2 separate regions of the Sus scrofa genome follow, and region 2 is linked to region 1. The links are chromatin contacts, called in public Hi-C maps. All regions are on one chromosome and are shown on one strand. The core of a region is the stretch at or near the end of the contact, and the rest is flanking DNA. Distances in the headings are between cores, read along the strand shown. Region 1 holds the start of SSH3 (protein phosphatase Slingshot homolog 3). Region 2 has its middle 21 kb from the start of RHOD.

The links. A called contact is a pair of places that touch in the nucleus more often than the background predicts.
Region 2: a Hi-C map of skeletal muscle shows a contact between it and region 1, with 4 times the contacts expected there. The contact joins the enhancer-like site here to the promoter of SSH3 in region 1. A contact is called at or near these places in 17 of 47 Hi-C or Micro-C datasets (alveolar macrophages, blood, embryonic fibroblasts and 8 more) and 2 of 2 datasets of contacts at active chromatin or transcription factors (alveolar macrophages and skeletal muscle).

The regions. Positions count from the first base shown.
Region 1 is chr2:5,190,294-5,196,959 of Sscrofa11.1, forward strand. SSH3 (protein phosphatase Slingshot homolog 3) reads right to left here and starts at 3,582. Exons shown (of 14, transcript XM_005660638.3): 1 at 2,488-3,582; 2 at 1,953-1,993; 3 at 1,168-1,399; 4 at 59-177. The coding sequence starts at 2,553. It overlaps ANKRD13D (ankyrin repeat domain-containing protein 13D), which reads right to left. Exons shown (of 15, transcript XM_021082767.1): 9 at 6,434-6,525; 10 at 5,923-5,976; 11 at 4,996-5,153; 12 at 4,797-4,913; 13 at 4,548-4,711; 14 at 4,380-4,468; 15 at 3,717-4,074. The coding sequence ends at 3,861.
Region 2 is chr2:5,380,256-5,386,921 of Sscrofa11.1, forward strand. No RefSeq gene overlaps it. Among named protein-coding and RNA genes, the nearest start is that of RHOD, 21 kb to the right of the region's middle. Within about 2 kb of position 3,361, at least 37 of the 83 cell types and tissues checked have an H3K27ac peak or open chromatin away from gene starts, as enhancers often do. A contact at or near this core is called in alveolar macrophages, liver, omental adipose tissue and 3 more, where this site is marked.

The DNA of each region.
Region 1 (6,666 bases), core at 2,332-4,831:
GCCGTTGTCCTCCGGCCCGCGCCCCCTTGCCCGCCTCCCTTCCTCTCCCTGCTCCCACCTGCTGTCAGGAAAGTCCACCCCCAGAAGGATGGTCTCATCCTGGCTCAGACGTTCTCTTGTGGAAACTACCAGGAGGTAGCGGAGCCGGGGAGGCCGGGCGGCCTCCAGCTGGGCTGCCTGGAGAAGACGGGAAGGGACACGCCCCGGGGGTCACAGTGGCCCAGCGGACGCTGCTCCCCCTCCCGCCACTTGACACCCATCCAGGCCTGGAACAGACCTGCCACCTGCTCCCTCTATACCCATCCCTCTCTTCCCAGATGCCAGATCAGTGTTACCATCTAGCGGTTCCTAACTTCAGGATTTCATGGTCCAATAAAAGGTTTAAAAAGATTTTTCTCAAAGAGGACGTGTGCAGAAAAAACCAGAACGGGCATGACAGAGTGTCCATTTTTTTTGCTTCTGGCTGGGAAGGAGGTTTAAAACACACCTTTCCACTTGCCATTATGATTCCAAAAAAGTTTCTCACCAAAGAAAATATTCGGGACACAATCTCACAACAGAGGATGGTGTTTCTGCAGAATAAATTCTGCTCGACGAAAGATTAGCATCGGTTTTTCCCATTCTGCTGCCGACAGCGAGATGTTCCACAGGCAGCTGGGAACTGTGTCCCAGCCGCCCCCGGGCCCCTCCAGCACCAGCCCCGTCACACAGTCAAGAAGGTCCTGTGCTGGTTGTTCAGAAACCACCTCTGGGCCATTCCCAGCTCTTGGACCTAATCTGGCGTCTACAGGCTCACACGGGACACACCTCCCCATCCTTCCCAGCCCGCCAGAGACACAATCTTGCCCTGTTAAAACACCTTGAGGGAGTTCCCGCTGTGGCATAGCAGGCTAAAGATCTGGCATTGTCTCTGTGGCCATGCAGGTTCCATCCCTGGCTCAGAAACTTCCATATGCTGTGGGCGTGGCCATTAAAAAAAACCAAAAAAACCTCAACTCTAGTTGAAACTGCAGAGTCACTGGGGTTTGGGCGCCCCCTGCCCTCACACCACTGCTCCCCAAATAGACTCACACACTGGCTCCATTCCACCCTCTCCTCCAGCTCCCTCCCCTTTCAGAGGGAGCTCCCTCCCCTTTCAGAGGCCAGGGGCTCTGGCGGGCCCCTCACCAGGCGGATGTCGTCCTGCGGCCTCAGCAGCTCCACCATGAGATGCAGGTGCTGACTCTGCTCCTGCTTCCCGGGACTCGGGGGCCCACGGCCGTCATCTGTCTGGTCCCCGCGGGGCTGCTCGTCACTCGGGGGTTCCTCCACTGGCTCAGGGCTGGCCTGGGCTGCGTCCTCACCATCTCCTCCGTCCTGTAGTCCCAGGACAGCCCCACGGAGTACTGCAAAGCTCTGCCTGGCGGGGGGACGGGGAAACCGTCAGAGCCCGTCAGGGTTGCCGGGAGGGCTCCTTCGAACAGGTGTTGGACTCCACCCCCAGAGAGTCAGGGGCTCGCAAGCCGAGGCCCGAGAATGTGCATTTCTAGCCGGTTCCTAGGAATGCTGCCACAGCACTTCAGGAACCACCGCCTCAGAGGCTCTTAAGCCTCCAGCCCATTTCCTCTTGGCTAAGGAGGGACAGAGGTTGCTCCCTTTGCCTTCCCACCTGCCTAACTCAGGAGATACTGTGAACTTGGCGGGGACCCGGAGGGCCTCAGGCCCTGCTCTCCCATCCTGTTCTTTGGCTCGTGACCACCAGCCAGAGCCAGGTCTGGGACAGTGGGTGAAGGAGCCGGAACTGACCACGGGGAAGAGGAAAGGAAAGGCAGCCATCCGTGCCCACCAGCCGTGCCCGCTGGCCTTACTGCCCCACATATTAAGTGGCTGGCTTTGGCTGCAAATCTCCCAGGATGGCAGTGGCCAAAAGTGGCCACTGGATGGAGGCGCCTGTCTTGGGGGCAGCTGCTCACCTTCGTTGGAGCCGGCTTCTGCGCTGGGAGGCCTGGTCCTGCTGAGAAAGCAGCCCCCGGGGCCAGTCAAATGCGGGGAAGGAAGGACTCTCCCCCCCTCCCCTCCTCCCCCCACTCAAGGATTGCTAGGCTGGGGGTGTAAGAATCGCCAGCCCCCAGTCCCAGAAAAGGTGTCAGATCCCTTTCCCACGCCAGTCCACTCTCCACATGGAGGCACTGGGGGAGCCCGGGCCCTGATCCAGGTTGGCAGCCAGAGTTAAGATGGGGGGGTGGCTGCTGGAGGTTTGGCCCAGATCTGGGCCTGGGAAGGGGGTAGGGCCTCCGCAGCCTGGGCTGGCGCTCAGGGCTCCGAACCCTGCTGTGGTCTGAGATCCTGGGAGCCTCAAGATCCCCCCAAACCCGTCCAGCCTGAGACTTGAAGGCCCCCTCCACCCACGCCCAAGCTTGAGGAGGGTCTGCCCATGGGCAGCACGCACTCCCCCAGGCCCACTGGCAGCCGACTGCGTGGGCAGCACCACAGCAAAGTCAGACTCACCGTGGGCCCCACAGGCGTGGAGTGGCCGCTGGCCGGAGGCGAGCGGCTTACTGTGACCAGGGCCATGAGGCCAGGCCGGGGACACCTGGGCCGGCACCGGGCGCCGCGCCCTCCCTCAGCCCCACGGACAGTCCCTGCCCCACAGGACCAGGAAGGAAAGTCCGGAGCCACCAGGGCCTGGCACCTCCTCGGGGGCGGCCCTTAAAGGGCCAGACACCCGCCGAGGCCTGCCGGCGGAGCCCGCCCCGAGTGGCCACCGCCCCTCCTTTCGCAGCTCGACCGGTTCGGCCCGCCTCGCCCCGCCCCCAAAACACGTCGAGGGCGGGGCGCAGGTGCGGAGCCGGCTAGCAAAGGGGCCGCTCACGCTGCCCTGGTCACTCGGGTCGGTCCCTCCTCCCAGGAGGCACCCCTGCCCCGGTCCTCCCTGCTCCGCCCACTTGGGTCACTTGAGCTCTGCTCTGGGCCAAGAGGCGCCCCTGCCCCTGTCCTCCCTGCTCCGGCAGGTTAGGTTGCCGGAGCTGGGCCCGGGTTCTATTGCCCAACAGACACGGGACCTAGCGAGGCAGGCCTGGGGACCCGGGTCTCGGAGGGGACCAGACACAGTGGTCTCAAGGGAGGGGCACCCCACAGTTGTTTCTCCTTGTCAGCTGGCCCTGGCGCTTCCACTCTGGGGAATCGCTAAGGGACACATGAAGCTCCAGGGGATATCAGGCTCAGAACTACGCCAGGAGGCCCACAGCAGGTCCTCAGGGTGGAGGTGAGCAGGCCCCGATGAGCAGGTTCACAGCTGCGACAGAGGGAAGTGACTTAACTGCAAGTCATTGCAACAGAACCTGCCGGAGTTAGGGCAGGAACCCAGGCTGACGTGCCCCTCCGCGCTGGTTCGTTCGGGCTGGTGAAGCTGCCCCCGACACGCGCATGGGTGGGTTCCGGGAAGGCCAGACTGTGTGGCTAGGCGGGGAACCTGGGTCTCCAATAGATGCGACAGAGCTCAGGGGACTTGGTCTCGGAGCTCCTACTCCGTAAGGGCACTTGACACCTGTTGGCTCAATTTCAGTGTACCCTCTCTGCAGCCCTGGAGGTGGTCGGTGGTCTCAGTTATAGCTGAGGAAACTGAAGCTCAGAGACGCTAAGGGGGTCTCGGCCAGGATTCAAACCCAGGTCTAAGGCCCTTGCCCCCACTGTCTCCCCTTGGTGCCCCCCCTTCCCCCCACTGAGTGGAGCAAGCCTGCTGCTGAGGGTGTCTTTATTTCCATCTCTGTCTCCAATGCCGGCCCACCCCCGGGGCTCCAGGCCCCAAGCTCAGCAGCAGAGTGTTTATAAATAAATAAGTTATAAAAGTGGGTGGGGAGCCCTCCCCCGGGGCCGGGGACTCAGTGCTCCGTGAGCGAGAGCTGCAGGATGCGCTGTAAGTCTTCCTCCTCCTGCTGCCCCCGCCGCTCCCGCTCCTCCTGCTCCCGCGAAGACAGCTCCAGGGCCAGGCGGAGCTGCTCCTCAAAGCTTGGGGGGGCCAGGGCCGGGGGTGTCCTGTGAGGGGATCCCGGACCCCCAGTCTCGGTGGACATCCTCAGGCTTTCCTGGAGGGCCCTTCCAGGCACGAGAGGGGAGAGCAGGTCGGTGAGCACTAAGGCTGGGGGCGCCAAGGGCGGGGACAAGGCTACGGAGGCTGAGGATAAGGACGGCGCCGGGACAGGAAGACCCTGTCTTTCCGTCCCTCAGGCCACCTTCGCTGGTGGGTAGCGACGATGGAGGGTGGCCTTGAAGGGGGCCTGGAGTCCTGGGACTAGCACCCGCCTGCCACCTACCCCGACCAGCCAAGAACCCCCCGGCTGGCAGGGTCCTTGAGGCGGGGCAGGGCTGAGACGTGGACCTGGTTGGTCCTAGGGCCTCACCGCTCCAGCTGAAGCTGCTCCTCAAAAGCCGTGCCCTGGGGAAGGTGGGTGCCAGGCCGGGTGTTGGACAGGGCTTCCCAGACAGTCACCTGCAGCAGCCAGAGCCCAGAGCTGTCACCTCTGCCACCCCTGCCCTTGCCCAGGGCCTGGGCCCGGCCCGCACCCCACCTGCTCCGCCTCCGTGCCCGCCTCCAGCAGGCTCTGCTGGATGGCAAACTGTAGCAGATCGTCGTCCTCGTCACGAAGAGGCTCGCTGCGCTCCGTGCCCAGCACGCTGTACCCCTCGGGCACCTCAAACACGGCGGGGTCCACCTCACAGGGGAAGGGGCTCCCTGGGTGCGGCAGGGGGGTCGTGCTTAGCCCCCGGCACACGGGGACCGGCGAGCTGCACAGCCCGGCGCCCGCCCGCAGCGGTACCTGAAGCTGCGACGGCAGAGCCGGGCGCCGGCGCCCACACCGAGCTTAGGGGCTCGTCACAGCCACACAGGTTGCCGAAGGTGATGCGGGCGTTGAGCACGTGGAAGAGGGGGATCTCTGGGAGGAGACGACCAGCCTGAGCCAGCCCCGCAGCCCGGGCCGCCTGGGGCCCTCGGGCCGCCCAGGCCCACCCGCTCACCAATCTTGACCGGGAAGCCGGGGGGCAGGCGCAGGGTGATGAAGTCGCGCAGCTTGGCAAAGTGAGCGTTGCTGATGGCCATCAGGTCGATGATGGGCGTCACCTGGTCACCCAGGGAGAGCGGGTGCTCCTCACTCAGCCACAGTGTCGCCTTGAACCTGCCCAGCCGACCGCAGGACGTGGGTCAAGGAACCTCTGGCGGCCGCTCTGCTCAGGCCCACCCACTCGGGGCCCGTGCCTGTCCTGTGCTCGCCGCCCGGCCCGGGGTGCCCTCTGCTGGCCTCAGCTGCCCCTGCCTCCCTCCCCCAGGAGCTGCCTCCAGACCCTGGGCTCAGGCGGGGCCTCGGGTGGTTCGTCCAGCTCAGCTCTTCTGGATGAGGAGGGCAGGGCCAAGCTCTCGGCTTAACTTGGCCGGCCTAAGCCTGCTCCTCGGCCCACAGCCGGCCGGGCTGGCACCTCCTCGCCATATGGTGGGTCCAGCAGAGCCCGGGTTCAGGACTGCTGGGCTGCCCTCTCAGCGCCACCCCTCCCCGCCCCCTGCCCCAGGGAGTCCACGTGAGGTTCCCAGGACGGCGCTGGGCCCACCGGGCTACTTGTCACGGCTCCTCAGAGCCGCGCAGCACCCTTGCGAACAGGCAGCCAAAGGCAACTGTTCTCATTTTACTGAGGAGACCAGACCCTCTGGGGGGAAGATGCGTCCTTGGGCCACAAAGCCAGGAGCCCCAGGCCCTCCGAGCCTTGAGCTGGGCTCTGAGGACCACGGCTAAGCCAGACCTGGCCCCTGCCCCCAGGGACCGAGGTCTAGACGGCAGCTGGCTGCGGGAGTGGGCCTCCCCCTCCAGGGGGCCCCGTGGGTGACAGGCGTCTGCAAGGGCTCGGGGGCAGCAGGCAGGGTCCCCGTCCCTGGGAGAAGCCCCCAGACCTCACCTCTGTACTTTGCTGGACATCTCAATGGGGCGGCCGATGTTCCTCGACTCCAGGCTGAAGTTGGGGTCAAAGTATTCATCGGGGGAAATGGCTGTGGGGTTTGTGGGGCTGGCTGCCTGCTGCACGGGAGCCTGGGGGGGCCCCGGGACCGGGCTCAGCGCTCCGGGGGCGCCTGCCTGGCCCCGCCCCGTGGCCCCTGGCCAGCCGGCCCCCAGCCCCCGCCCCCCAGCCCTGCTCACCCCATTGTGGGAGGAGTGCTGCTGGGCCATCCCAAGGAAGGACTGGAATGGCGTCTTCCCCCCTAAGGAGAAGGGGTGGGAGCCCATGAGGGGACTCGGGGCCGCTGCCCACAGCTGCCCACACCCGCCCTCCACCCTGGGAGCCTCCTGGGTGGTGGCAGGCGGAGCAGAAGGAATGAGGAAGCCCCCCGGCTTGTCCCAGGTCCTCCGGCCCTGACCCCAGACCAGGGCGACCCCACCACGGGGTGTGACCGGGCGGCGGGCAGGCGCACCTGGCTTTACCTTTGCTCCTCGACTTGTCCTGATCTGAGAGGTGCTCCGTGCGTGTGCGTGTCACCAGCTCCACATTGGTGGCACTGTACACCTGGGGAGCGGGGGGGACACGGGGAGCTGGGGGCTCAGAGCCTGCTCCCCACCCTCAGCCTCACCAGCAGAGGACCCACGTCCTCCTGTCCCCAGGGACGGATGAGCTCTCGCTCCCCGCAGTGGAGGTGGCGGGGTCTGA
Region 2 (6,666 bases), core at 2,111-4,610, 190 kb after region 1:
CATCCCTGGCCTCCTTCAATGGGTTAAGGATCAGGATCTGACAATACCGTGAGCTGTGGTGTAGGTCGCACATGTGGCTCGGATCTGGTGTTTCTGTGGCTTGGTGTAGGCTGGCAGCTATAGCTCAGATTCGACCTCTAGCCTGGGAATCTCCATATGCTACAGGTGCAGCTCAAAAAAAAAAAAAAAAAAAAAAAGAAAAGAAAAAAAAAAAAGAAGTGAATGTTAACATTAAGGGAAGCCAGGTGAAAAGAAGTATATGGGGACGCTATGTGCTATTTTGCAATTCTTTTTTAAATTTAAAAATTTTCAGAGCTCCTGTTGTGGCTCAGAAGGTTAAGAACCTGACTAGTATCCATGAGGATGTGGGTTGATCCGGCCTTGCTCAGTGGGTTAAAGATCTGGCATTACCGCAAGCTGCAGTGTAGATGGCAGATGCATCTCAGATCTGGTGTTGCTGAGGCTGTGGCTGTGGCTGTGGTGTAAGCCTGTAAGCTTGCAGCTGCAGCTCCAGTTAGACCCCTGGCCTGGGAATTTCCATATGCTGCAGGAGCTGCAAAAAAAAAAGGAGAAAAAAAAATTTTTTCAGAAAAAAATTTAATGACACTCACAAGTTGTTTGGAATATAGGAATGGTTTAGGCTAAAATGTTCAATGAAGAAAGCAGAATTTCACCAGTTCCCTTGTGGTGCAGCAGATTAAGGATACAGCCTTCTTACTGCAGTGCCTCGCTTAGGTTAGATCCCAAGCCCAGGAACTTCCACATGCTGCGGGTGTCGCCAAAAAAAAAAAAGTAGAATTTCAAAATTGTGTCACAGGGTGGTAACCTCTACGCAAAAGTTTTTCATAGGAAAAAAAAAAAAAAAGGCAGGCGGAGTTCCTATTGTGGCGCAGCGGTAACAAACAGCGAGTATCTATGAGCATGCAGGTTTGATCCTTGGCCTTGCTCAGAGGGTTAAGGATCTGGTGTTGCTGTAGTGTATGCCGGCAGCTGCAGCTCTGATTCGAACCCTAGCTGGGGCACGTCCATATGCTGCGGGAGCGGCCCTAAAAGGAAAAAAAAAAAAGAGGAAAAGAAAGCATGTAATTATTAGTAGGTGTCTTGGGTGATTGTGAAAGTGAGTGTAATTCAAGCCCTGGGTGTTTTGTGTTTTCCAGTTTTTCCTTACTACTTAGAGCTCTTCGAGACGGCAAACATCAGAAAGGGCCTACTTCATTTCAGCAGAAAGAAGTCTTATTTAGAAAGGCTGTCTGATCACTCTGGGTCAAGAAGAAGGCCAGGGAGCAGGTCTCCACCACCCCGTCTACAACCACTGATTGCTTGCTGTCCGGGAGCCTGCCACCCACACCCACACTCACTGCCTGGAGTGCAGGCATCCAGCATGGGTTCAAATCCTAGACTTGTCCTTTGCTAGCTTGTGATCTTGGACACGTTTCTCAACCTCTCTGCCCTTCAGCTTCCTGCTCTGTGAAATGAGGCTGCTGATAACTGTACCTACCTTGTGGGGTGGTTTTGAGGATTGGATGGATCCGACCTGTAGTAAGCTCTGTGTACTTGTTAAAAAGAAATACTGCCAGTGTCTCTGGAAGGAACTTAAACCTTCTCTTGCCCTAGATTCAAAGCCCTAAGTGAGGGGGGTTGGTAGCAGGTGAGTTGATACTGGTGACAGCCTAGCTGCCAGGGTCAGGAGAGGGTGAGCATCTGGGGGGCTGGGGTTCCAGCTTCCATAGAGGAAGGGCTGCGGCCTCCCAGCAAGGCCCCGCGGAGGACCAGGAAACCAAGGACGGATCAGGTACTAAGCTGGGAGACAGGGATTTTACAGTAAGTGCTCAATAAGGAATTGCTGAATGCCTGCATCGGCAACCAACACAAAAGCAAGAGCTGCACCAAAGAGCAGCGCTCATCTGGGATGAGATGCCAGGAAGCAGGAGGAGGGAATGAGGAAAAGGGGACTGGAGGTCACCACTTGATGGATGGGGGCCTTTCCAGCTGCCCCTCTGCCCTGCGGTCAAGGTTGTCCTGGCCTGAGGGTGGGGGCCTGGGAAGTTGCAGTTGCAGGGCCCTAAGGCACCTGAGTGGTGATAACAACGTGAAGCTCTCTCATTGTCAGGCCTTTTTTTTTTTTTTTTTTTTTTTGGAGGGGGAGGAGCTGGGGTGGGGAAGTGAAAAGAGTTGGAGAGCCCAGGGTGCCTAGAGTGACAGGGTGGAGCCAGAGGGAAGTCCTGAGGGCTGTCACCTTCCAGAGCCGTGGAGGCAGCCCTTTGTCATGTGACTCAGCGCCTTCAGCAGGTGGGAGGACCGAGAGTCGCGTTCCAAACTCCTGCTGGGAGTTCCCGTCGTGGCGCAGTGGTTAACAAGTCAGACTAGGAACCATGAGGTTGCGGGTTCGGTCCCTGCCCTTGCTCAACGGGTTAACGATCCGGTGTTGCCGTGAGCTGTGGTTAGGTCGCAGATGCGGCTCGGATCCTGCGTTGCTGTGGCTCTGGCGTAGGCCGGTGGCTACAGCTCCGATTGGACCCCTAGCCTGGGAACCTCCATATGCCGCGGGAGCGGCCCAAGAAATAGCTAAAAAAAAAAAAAAAAAAAAAAAAGACAAACTCCTGCTGAATTTTCCCAGTACCCCTCCCCACCCCACCCCCACAGGGTCCGGGTCACCCTGAAGGCTGGTTCTCCTGCAAGGAGGAGCCAGGGTCCTCCAGATGCTCCCCTTCGTCCCTCGCCCCCTTTTCCTGCCAGCCCCCCAGGATAATTCTGGCCACCGGGGGCAGGGCGTGTCCCCAGGTGCCGGCTCACAGCACCTTACTTTCCGGCAGCACTCCTTCAAGATTCTTTGACATTCTTTAGCATTTTGATCATCTCCTGAACTATGTTACAAATTCTGGGGTGGAGTCAGGGGCGAGGAGGGCAGGGACGGAGACCGTTCAGTCCCAACCTGCCTCCCCAGATGCAGCGCAGAGGAAACTGAAGGAGGCCGGGTTCCAGGGCTTCGTGGGAATTGCTTTGCCGAGACGTCTCCTTTGATCTCACTCCGCCCACGCCCTTGACGACAATCCTGCGAGGTGGCAAGCACAGGATCGGGATTCAAACCCTAGATTCTAACCTCCTGGAACCGTGACAGATGCGGGACAGCATCATCTTACGTCCGCTCAGTCTGGCCCCATGGGCAAGTCACTGGGCCACGCTGTCTTTTCTTCAGTAAAATGATGGGGCGGGTCCGGGCTCAGTGGGTGGTGGCTGGTGGGAGTGGTGTGTCCCCGAAAGTGCCCCCGGCAGGAGCGATGGGGGTAGATCTCCACACCTGGCTGCCGCCGCCGGCCTTCCCCCCCCCCCCCCGCCTCCGCGTCCCGCCTCTCCTTGGACCCTGCTGCCCCCTGCTGGTCGAGGTCCAGCCGCCCAGCTAGGGTCCAGGGGAGGAGGGGGCTGGGAGGCCCGAGGCCGGTGCCGGCTCTGCCACTCGCTGCCTTGGGTCCCGCTCTTTAGCTTTCTGTTTCCTCAGCCGGAAAGTGTGGGGATTGTGGGGACTGGATGTGCCGAATGTCACGTACAGCGCCTGGCCAGACAGGACTTTGTGACGCCCTTCTGGTGGGCGGACAGGGGCAGGCATCCTAGAACAACTCTGTTTCAGAAGCGTGGGTCTGAGCGGGAATGTCTAGGCGTCTTTCGTTCACCGACCTCCCACCCCCCACCCCCGGCCTCTCCAGCCCCCTTCCTGTTTATCCCGATGGCAAGAGCAGGCTGCTTAGTGAAGCTCAGACACTCGCCTCCCCTGCTGGTTGTGTCCACACTGGGGGTCTCACAGAGAATGGAGGCTGGGAGGACAAGGATCGTATCCTGCTCCCTTCTCCACCCCTCTGCTTGGGGTGCAGGAGCTAGAAAGGGGCCCCCATCTGGCAGACAACCAATACATCTAATCGAACACATGGAGTGTCTGCCCTGCGCTCAGCGGGGCACCAGGCATGGTGTCAGCCTCAGCAAACGTGAGCCCTGGAGGAAATTCCGACCCATCCTGCCAGCTCACCCTCTGAGGGTGCCTATCCTTGTCATCACCAGGGTGTGTGCTCCCTTTCACTCCCGGGCATCCAGATTGGGAAGAGGGGACCAGCAACCATCAAACACTTCCAGCTTGCTCCTGCTTTGCAGCCCCTGCAACAATGTTGCATAGAGTGTAGCAATCCTCACTTTGGATTTCCCTTGAGGTGAAGTGAGCTAAGGACGGGTTGTCACAGCAGCAGCTTGGGCTGTGGTGGGAGTTCCATCCCAGACCCAGGAACTTCCACATGCCTCGGGTGCAGCTGAAAAAAAAAAAATCCTCACTTCATAGTTAATAATTGGAGTATTGGGAGTTCACTTCGTGGTGCATTAGAAACAAATCTGACTAGAATCCATGAGGATGTGGTTTGATCCCTGGCCTTGATCAGTGGGTCAGGGATCTGGCATTGCCGTGAGCTGTGCAGGTCGCAGATGAGGCCCGGATCCTGCTGTTGCTGTGGCTGTGGTGTAGGCCGGCATCTGTAGCTCTGATTTGACCCCTAGCCTGGGAACTTCCATATGCTGTGAGTGTGGCCCTAAAAAGCTAATAATAATAATAATGATAATAATGCAAGTATTAGTTAACACTGATGATTGAGTGAATAGGCACTGGTTGCAATAACTCATTTGATCCAACTCTGGGAGATATGTCCTACTCTTACCCTCATTTCACAGAGAAGGAAACTGACCCAAAGAGAGCTCTAGTGACACCTTTAAGGTCACAGAGCTGGTAAATTGCAGAACCAGTATTTGAACCTGGGAAAACCCCCTACTCTCCATAATCTGACCTACTAATCAGAAGCATTCAGCTTGGAGATTAAGCCCCAGAACTATGGTGACTGGTCAGCTATTCTGCTCTGGGTTTTTTTGTTTTTTTGTTTTTTTTTCTTTTTGCCTCCATACCGCACCTGCGGCATCTGGAAGTTCCCAGGCTAGGGGTTGAATTGGAGCTGCAGCTGCTGACACCGCAACACAGATCCAGGCCACGTCTGTGACCTATGCCATAGCTCATGGCAATGCCAGATCCTTAACTCACAGAGCGAGGCCAGGGATTGAACCCACATCCCGTGGACACCATGTTGGGTTCTTAACCCACTTAACCCACGGAGCCACGAGGGGAGCTCCCCACTCTGATTTGGATCTCTCTCCTCCTCATCCTGGTCTCTGGCTTTGTTGGTTTCCTAGCCAGTGGCTTTAGGATGTTTTCCTGGGAGCTGTGAGTTCTCATCTTCCAAAGGAAGAGCCCCCAAGAGCCAAAGGCAGGAGAGAGCAAAGAGGGTGGCCCAAGTGGGTGATCCGTAGGCACCGTCCCCATCCCATACCGGCTGTGGGGCCCAGGGTGCCATCTGGGCAGAGGGGGGAGGGAAGCTTCATGACTCACTGTGTGTCCCGCCCTCCCCACCCGAGGATGCCAGGGAGTGGCCTGTCCTGGGGGAGATGCCTTGGGGTCCCCACCCGTACCCCTCGCCTTCCCGGCAGACAACGCCAAGGCTGGGCGGAGGCGGGGCGGAGACATGAAGACACTGTGGTTTGTGGTTCTTGGCCCCAGAGGGCCTCTGGGCTGTGCCTTCCCCAGGCTCCCCCTTGTCTGGCCGTGCCCACCCCGCCAGGTGGGGGTTGTGAGGAATTGAAAGCGGGCTTGGAGGGTGAAGAGGAGGAGGAAAACAACCACCCACCCCAACACCTGGCCTCGGCCGGGCATCTCCAAGTGACGCCCTCCCGTGATGCCTGGGGACGCTGGGGCTGACCCTGGAAACCGGCCGCCTGACGGTTCCACCTCTCCCAGCACAGGTGTTTTGGGAAGGGGCCACCTCCCCACTCACGCATGCAGGGGTGAGGCCTGCATTCCTCCGTCACTCTCAGCATCCCCACCCTCCCCTCCGTCCACCTTCTCTGAAGCCACAGCTTCCCAGCCCAGAAGTCACCCGGCCTTGACTTGTGGTGGCTTGTTTCTGGTGTTTGGGTGTCTGCAGCTGCCCAACGGGTCTTCTGCTCCCGCCTCCGCCCTGCCAGGCCCCCCGGCCTGGTCCTGCCACCAGATGTGTCATCTTAAGGCATCCCGCCTGGCCCTTCCCACGGCATAGGAGGAGAGGCCCAGGTCCTCAGCCAAGGGGACCACGCAAAGGCAACAAATGCTCCAGTGTGCAGGCGGCTTTGTGTGCGTGCGGTGAAGCCACAGGCTTCCTGGAGAAGGTGGTGTCTGAGCTGGGCCCTGAAGGATCTGGGGGTGGGTGGGTGGGTCTGCACAAGCAGGGAGGATGGGCAGGCAGGGAAATAGCTTGAGCAAGATCTGGAGGCCCGTACAGCCACGCTGCATGAAGCTGGACGGTCAGGTGTCCTCGGTAGAAGGTGGGGCGTGCGGGCTGCGGCCAGATGCAGGAGAGCCCAGGTCCCCTGTCCTTCTGTGCAGGGGGCTGCACAAGGTTCAAGGTGATGTGACTGGATCTGTGCTTTGGCAGATTCTGGGTGGATTCAAGGAGGGCGAAGGATCTGAGGGTCTGGAGGCCTGGAGACTTCTAAAGAGGTCCAGGCGGGAGCAGTCGAGGGCCCCCCAAGTGGAGCGTTGACTCATGGCCTTTGTTCATTCATTCATACTTTTTTTGGGCCACGCTCATGGCATGTGGAAGTTCCCAGGCC